2 separate regions of the Hordeum vulgare genome follow, and region 2 is linked to region 1. A link is a contact called in public Hi-C data. All regions are on one chromosome and are shown on one strand. Each heading gives the region's core, a stretch centred on a gene start, on an enhancer-like site or on the middle of the called end of the contact. The rest is flanking DNA. Distances are from core to core; before and after follow the strand shown.

What was found. Hi-C and Micro-C count contacts between places; a contact is called where the count stands out from the background.
Region 2: a Hi-C map of leaf shows a contact between it and region 1, with 4 times the contacts expected there. The contact joins the promoter of LOC123445015 here to the promoter of LOC123445010 in region 1. A contact is called at or near these places in 2 of 6 Hi-C or Micro-C datasets (leaf and seedling) and 1 of 1 datasets of contacts at active chromatin or transcription factors (embryo).

What each region holds. Positions count from the first base shown.
Region 1 is chr3H:556,620,078-556,624,093 of MorexV3_pseudomolecules_assembly, forward strand. It overlaps LOC123445010 (vacuolar protein sorting-associated protein 53 A), which reads left to right and starts at 2,020. Exons shown (of 24, transcript XM_045121924.1): 1 at 2,020-2,362; 2 at 2,538-2,632; 3 at 2,876-2,932; 4 at 3,144-3,294; 5 at 3,412-3,482; 6 at 3,643-3,767. The coding sequence starts at 2,314. LOC123445012 (UDP-N-acetylglucosamine--peptide N-acetylglucosaminyltransferase 110 kDa subunit) reads left to right here. Exons shown (of 12, transcript XM_045121926.1): 12 at 52-944. The coding sequence ends at 392.
Region 2 is chr3H:556,763,387-556,767,402 of MorexV3_pseudomolecules_assembly, forward strand. LOC123445015 (fructose-bisphosphate aldolase 1, cytoplasmic) reads left to right here and starts at 2,262. Exons shown (of 2, transcript XM_045121929.1): 1 at 2,262-2,373; 2 at 3,229-4,016. The coding sequence starts at 2,346.

The sequences.
Region 1 (4,016 bases), core at 770-3,269:
TCTACATTAACTCCATGACTAATGTGTGTGCATTGATGGCTATTTACACAGGTATTGCGTTGCAGTTATCGAATGATCCGTCCTCTGAAACTGTGTATAAACGGGCACTAGTGCTATCGTCAAGCCAGCAGTCATACGCAATCCTCTCGAACATTGGGATCCTTTATCGGCAGCACAGGTTGTATGAACTTGCAAGAAAGATGTTATCCAGGTCATTGGAAATTTGTCCCGGATATGCACCAGCCAATAACAACCTGGGGCTTGTGTTTGTCGCGGAGGGCCGTTGGGAGGATGCTATAAGCTGTTTCGAGAATGCCGTGAAGTCTGATGACTTGCTTGATGCTGCCAAATCGAACCTGGCAAAAGCCCTCACATTGGCTAAGAAACAGTAGGGCAAGGAAGGGATGATGAACGGTGATGACCTTTCAGCCTCGCGCCGGAGCTTCGAATTAGGAGGACTAGCCCGTGCAAATCTCAGATCTGGAATGTCAGCTTTCAAGGGGCCAACTCAGAAGCTATGCTTGGTGACTTCTAATGCTGCTGCCGTCCGTGTGTCGTTGATCAGCACCCAGGCTCCGCGTTGCTGTGCTAGTAGGTTCTCTGTGGCCGGCCACTCGGAAAGGGCCCAGAATCTGTAGTAGAATTTGACTGCTGTAACAGGCATGTGACATGAACATGAACCGACTGCACCTGTACCATGTACATAACACCTCACAGGTTTAGTTGCATACACAACTCACCGTCACTGTAAGATCAGTTGCCACTTCGCCAGCTCTAGGTTTTCTCTTGGAAGACTCCGTCTCTGGTATGAAGTTGTGTTAACACCATTATCAATATTCGGTAGTGTCACTTGAAGTTTGTAGGAGTTCCCGACTCCCCACTACTATGGACGCAGCCTATTTCTGTATTTCCCCACAAAATATGGTGCCTTGGTTCCCCTTTTACTTTCTATATGCCGCCCTGTGAAATTTGGCATCTTTGTTCCTCTTTTAATTTGACACCAAGTCCAGTTCCCAGTTCTTTTTGGTTGTTGTCCGTCTGAGTTTTATATTGAAAAGCCTATAATGCCTCTGAACTGAAATAGTGTGTTGTTTAACTGATATTGACTTCATAGTATTTTAGCCATGTTTCACTTAGTTTATTTTAGTTATTTTTGTTCCAATCTGGCATAACAACTTACATGCAATAGCAATGCACAATGATCACCATATATCACAAAATACACCACACCTCGTAGATCCACCAGTTAAATTATGACCAGATTATACAAAAACTTGACCCCTCTGTGAAACTACAACAAATCGTACAAAGAATTTGCATTAACTGCGCAAATATTGATACATCCATTTAAGCGTCAACTAATTCCGGACGGAGGTAGTAGTAAAAAGTTAAATATTCAAGTACACAATAAACAATTTCTCCTCTGCATCAACTACATATCAACAAGAAAGCAATTACATGAGCATACAGATCGATGGAGCAATCGACAACAATTAAATGAACTACACAGTCAACAGCAACAAAAACTTGAATGGTGTGGATGACCATACAAACAACTGATCAAACAACAACAATGACACGAGCACAGCCAAGTCCACCAATCCACCAATATTAATCGTCCTTCCCTCTGCCTCCACTAATGTGTTGGAAGCCACGTCATCAGCTCTGCCTCCATGGAACCCTAGTCTCTTTGAAAGTCTCCGGTCTTGAAATTTGAACTTTAAGCGCAAGTTTGTAATTATTACATAGTACTAGTATATGTAAACATGTGTATTGCTCCCTTGGTCCGGAAAATACTTGTTGAATGTATCTAGATGTATTTTAGTTGTAGGTACATCCATTTTTATCAATTTGTGCGAAGAATAATTTCGAACGGAGGAAGTATTAATTCACAATTCCTACCTTGATGCCCCCCTCACTAGCAAGAGGTCACTATGTGCAAGTGCATTTCATCTCACTCGAGACTCGACTCGACCAACAAGTTTGAAAACCAAACCATAGCTTAACTACCCAAGTGAAGTTCGGGCTCACAGCTGGAAAAGCGGGTAAACTGGGGCTCCACCTGCCAGCAACCGACTCGGCGCCCACCACCGCCGAGCACAAATCGGCCGAGCAGACGACGCCGACGACCCCGCCGACGAGTCCGCGCCTTCCATTCCCTCCCCCGCTCGCCCGCCCTCTGCTCCGGCCCCGCCCCTCTCCCCGACCGCCCGGTCCCCGCCGGATCGTCCCCCCCTTCTTCCAGATCCTTCTGGAGGGCCTCGCCAGATCCTCGAGGAGCGGGCGCTCGGGGCAGCGAGATCTCTGCCCGGCATGGACAAGTCCAGCGCCCTCGAGTACATCAACCAGATGTTCCCCACCGGTACGCGCGCCGCTCGAGTTCGATTCCCGTTCCTCGGCCAGGCCGCTCGCTCGCGATGCTGCCGCGGCGGCAATGCGCTCGCTTCCAGCTTCGCTGGCCCGGGATTTAACATTGGGTGCTCGAGGAATATAGCGTTTATAACAGCTTGCGTTTGTTTTTTCCTGCGGCTTGGCAGAGGCGTCGCTGTCGGGGGTCGAGCCGCTGATGCAGAAGATACAGAGCGAGATTCGCCGTGTGGACGCCAGCATCCTCGCCGCCGTGCGGCAGCAGGTTCGGACTCGTGATCTCGTGCTCCACTTGTAGCAGTGTTGTGGTTTGCAATATCTACGCTCTTTGCATTTAGAACTGATGTGTTATGTAGTTCTTTGGTACGAGGAAGTGGTGTGGTATTATGATGATGCAATTGCAGTGAATTTACTTTGAATATGCTCCGGAATTGTTTGGTATTTGCTTATTATTGCTTATGGCTATACTATATATATCTGATAACGGGAAGATGTTGCTACTCCACAGAGTAACTCGGGAACCAAGGCCAAAGAAGAACTTGCTGCTGCCACAAATGCTGTTCAGGTCATACTTCCCCCTTTCTGTATGATTTGCATTTTACCCACAATGAACTTACTCGATGATCGATTGAGTGGCAAGCCTTACTAAGCTGTAGTTGGATTAGCTCTGCAAAGGGTAGGATGTCTATTTAGGGGAAAAGGGTAGGATGTTAATCAGGTACTGGAGTGAATACTTTATGGAATGATTGGAGTTTAACTTTGCTCTATACTAACAGGAACTAATGTATAAGATACGTGAAATAAAAACGAAGGCTGAGCAAAGTGAAACAATGGTTCAAGAAATCTGCCGGGACATTAAAAAGTTGGATTGCGCCAAGAGGCATATAACAACTACAATAACGGCTCTTCACCGCCTTACTATGCTTGGTTAGTTTCTTTACTTCACTTTATTTGGGGTATGTGCTATTGTGCTTAAAAATAAATGTTCAGTAGCAAGACTGCATCCACCTAAGCTAACTCATAATGTGCATACGTCATGTCCAGTTTCTGCTGTCGAGCAACTTCAGGTCATGGCCTCAAAGCGTCAGTACAAAGAAGCAGCTGCACAACTCGAGGTAAGCGTGTAAGACACATTAATCCACGACACACCTGCAAACTTTCTAGTGTTTATATCCATGCTACCGCTTGCTGTAACCATTTTGAATTGGCATGCTGGTGCTTTTATTTGTGTGCATAAGTTATCCAGGAAAGTTCCTTATCCTTTTTTACATTCAGGCAGTAAACCAGCTGTGCAGTCATTTTGAAGCCTATCGGGATGTGCCAAAAATATCAGAGCTCAGAGAGAAACTCAAGAACATCAAGAAAATCCTTAAATCTCATGTATATTCAGACTTTACAAGGTACACAACAAATGAACTGTATTTTGTCCTTGGTAGCAGCACTTTATCTGGAGTAGTAAACCAGTCAGGTACTGCAAGTAAGTTCAATGCAAATGACAATTAATCCCTGAGTTAGCCAGAAACAGGTGGCCAAACTTGGGAAGTAGCACCTTTTCATTTCCTCGTCATTTTCAGTATTATCACTCAATAAGTGAGGTTTTATCAGCGGGTATAGTTTGAATCCAGTGAGTAGCAGGTAAGTTGATTGAA
Region 2 (4,016 bases), core at 1,012-3,511, 140 kb after region 1:
GTTCATGAATGTGGTCATACGCCCCTTCTTATTTTTTTTCCTGGATCCGTCTCTGATGACTTTATTAATTTTAAAATAATGTGTCGATGCAGTCTTTTAAAAATATTCATAGAAATAAAATGTGCATGTGTGTTGATAAGAATGAATGTATATATGTTTGTACGAGCGTCTACGAGTTAGCGGTGTTCTCATCCCCATCCCGCGTCGCCTTTGCCGTGCCAAGGCGGCATCACGGAAAACAGCGGTCGCGTCGTCTCGTCACGAGGGAAGGGGACGGGCGCACGAACGTGGCGAGAGGAGCCGCCGCGGTGGAAAACGAAGGAAAGCTAGCGCCGGACGCCGCGCCCGTTGTTGGACGGAGCGGAGCGAACCGTGGGCGACCGCTCGCCCGTCCGCCCGTACGTTCGCGCACGGCGCAGGCGGTGGGAGACGAAGGAAACGAAAAGGGACGCACCGAACCCCCGAAGCGGCGGCCAAGGCCCAAAACGGGACGCCGAAAACTGGCCGAGCCGCGTCCAGGCTTAGGCGGCGGCCTCCGGAAACCGCTTGCGTCCGACGGTTTTGCCTTTTCCTTTCCCGAGCCGTCAAGGCGTCACGTCACACCGGCCCTGCCCGCGCGGCGCGGGTCGACGAAGCCGCTGCCGCTGCCGCCGCGCGGGTGGCCCCGCGGGGTCCTCGCTGGTTGACAGGGCGCTGCGCGCGCTGGGGCGTCGCGTTTGGGGTGGGGGCGGAACGGCACGGGTGAGGCGAAACCCGTGACCGGATCGGCGGCCGCGGCCGGGTTCGGGCGAGGCCCGTTGGAAGGTCTTTTTTTCTTCCACTTTTCGCGTGCGCGCCCCTGGGAAAAGTAAAAAATACACGCCGATGTTTCCGAGGAGCGGACGAGTACGTTTTTCTTTTGTTTCTTGGAACTGAACCTGCCCCTTCGAGCAAGCAAAAACTGTACGCTCCGTTGTGGGTTTTGCGTGCTCAGGAATCTGGATCTGGTTCACCCGTCCCCGGCGTAAGAAAAACGAACACACCGTCGTGTTTTTTTTTTTTTGCGACGAGAACACACCGTCGTGTTGTTATTACTAATCTATTCCTCCCGTTCCTAAATATAAGACATTTTAGACATTGTACTATAAACTATATACGGATGTACATACACATATTTTAGAATATAAATTCACTCATTTTGCTTCGTATGTAGTCTTTTAGTGAAATCTCTAAAAGGTCTTATATTTTAAAACGGAGGGAGTATATAATTGCGGGGGCATTTTGCTTTACCCAATGGAGTAGGTAGGAGTAAGTTTGAACGGTCCAGAGTCCATGTGCACGTATGCAAAGGCAACCACAACTTCACAAAACACTGCCCATCAGTGCAAGCATTGCACCAGTTGTAATGGAGTAGTAGTACGATCTCGGCCCGCATACTTGTTCCACAATGGCCTAAAAAGGTGAATCGTTTGGTTGGTTTGTGCACCGTGCACAAAGATCACTTTGGACTTTAATATCACTCCGTTCCTAAATATAAGTCTTTCTAGAGATTCAACTAGTAGACTACATACAGATGTATATAGACATATTTTAGAGTGTAGATTCATTCATTTTGCTTTTTATGTAGACTCCTAGTGAAAGACTTATATTTAGGAACGGAGGGAGTAGTAGCTGCCTGACGTGATTAGTAGATAGCTCCCCTTCTGTATTTCATTTCCTAAAGTACATTGGCCTACTTTCCTGCTATGAGACCACCCATAACATGATAACAAATCATTTTTGATGAACTTGTAGAAAAATATTGTTTGGCGAAAAAGTTAGGACCACTTTGGCCGTGGTTGCCTTGCTGCACAAAGATAACACACGAACAACCAAGGATACGATGCATGGTATCAACTGATGCATGATGCAGAGCCTTCTTTTACACACATTGGTAATGTCAAATAATATTATGTCAAATGACGAAGAAATGGCCGACAATATCATCTCAAAACGTATTTACATTTTTAGCCGGCGCAGAGGCCGGTGCTGTCTCAGCTTTTATTCTTTCTCACATCACAATAAAAAGGAAAAAAGAAAAGAAATTCATGGTTTCCTCTATTTTCAGAAAATCCGCACCTCCCAAATAAAGCGAGCGGCGAGGGCCTGGATAAAAATAACGCAAGAAACCAGGGGCGGTGCGGGAGGCAGCGCATGGGTTCCTACGGAGGCGCACCCAGATCGGATCCCTTTCTTTCCCCTCGTCCAAGCCTCGGCCTCTTTATAACCCCCCGCCCCCTAATCATCCCCGTCCCACCAAACCCGCCTCCCAACTCCAAATCTCCATTTGCAGCCCTCGAATCTACCCCCCTCCCCGAGCATCGACCATGTCGGCCTACTGCGGAAAGTACAAGGGTACGCGATCCATCCCCTTCATTCCTCCTCCTCCCTCCCCTCCCTCGTCCTTCTCTCGATATGCCTGCCTGCCTGCCTGCTTCGTGTGTGGATAGATCTGTTACCTGTTTCGCTCCTCTGCATGCTTAGATCTGCCCATGCCCGCCACTCGGTGCCGTGGTTTGTGTTAGATCCGTACTCGCGGATCGGACCCGTACGCGCTGCGTTTGTGTCCGCTTGGTTCCTAGCAGTTGGATCGCTCTAGGCGCTCGCAGTTGGATCGGGTGCTTAGGGGTCGTCAGTCGCGTCTGATGATGCGTGGCATGCTGGTAATTCTGCATGGTTCTGCTGCCGTCATGTGCATGCTAGTGATTATTTTCTGCGAATGATGATACTGCCGTTCCTTCATTTTCAAGTACCTTGTGGTTAAGTTGGTATGAACGTCTGCGCATGTTTCTGTTGGGTTCGTGGTAGTGGTAATTCCTGTTTTAGTTATTGAAGATTGCATCTGTAAATCTAGATCTGTGTAGGTCCTAGGGGCATCTTTTGTTAAGGAGAATATACCGTTCTTATATACTTGCAATCTGTATGTTTTTCTCTCCTGTGATGTTAATTCTTTACTACACATGCCCTCCAGGCCTCCACCTTGTCCTGTAGCACACGTGGTTTTTTTTAGAACTTGTCAGAGTTTCCTAGTCATTTGTTAGAATTAGAAGTAAATTTACACTGCTTTTACACTCGCTACTAAACGTGGTGAATGGTTGCACTCAACTTGCATTTCTGTAGATTTGAGCACAGCTTCTAAGATCTGATAGTTATGGAAGATCTGATAGTTATGGAATTGATTGTAATATGCTAATGTTGGTTATCTTGCAGATGAGCTCATCAAGAACGCTGCCTACATTGGCACCCCTGGAAAGGGTATCCTTGCTGCTGACGAGTCCACCGGCACCATCGGCAAGCGCTTCGCCAGCATCAATGTTGAGAACGTCGAGGACAACCGCCGTGCCCTCCGTGAGCTCCTCTTCTGCACCCCTGGTGCCCTCCAGTACCTCAGCGGTGTGATCCTCTTCGAGGAGACCCTCTACCAGAGCACCAAGGGTGGCAAGCCCTTCGTCGACATCCTCAAGGAGGGCAACGTCCTCCCCGGCATCAAGGTGGACAAGGGTACCATCGAGCTCGCTGGAACCAATGGTGAGACCACCACCCAGGGCTTTGATGACCTTGGCAAGCGCTGCGCCAAGTACTACGAGGCTGGTGCCCGCTTCGCCAAGTGGCGTGCGGTCCTCAAGATCGGTGCCACCGAGCCATCGCAGCTCTCCATCGACCAGAATGCTCAGGGTCTGGCTCGCTATGCCATCATCTGCCAGGAGAACGGTCTGGTGCCCATCGTTGAGCCTGAGATCCTTGTTGATGGACCTCATGACATTGACCGCTGTGCCTACGTCACTGAGATCGTCCTTGCTGCCTGCTACAAGGCCCTCAACGACCAGCATGTCCTCCTTGAGGGCACCCTCCTGAAGCCCAACATGGTCACCCCTGGTTCTGATGCCAAGAAGGTGACCCCTGAGGTCATTGCTGAGTACACCGTCCGCACCCTCCAGAGGACCGTCCCTGCTGCCGTCCCCGCCATCGTCTTCCTCTCCGGTGGACAGAGCGAGGAG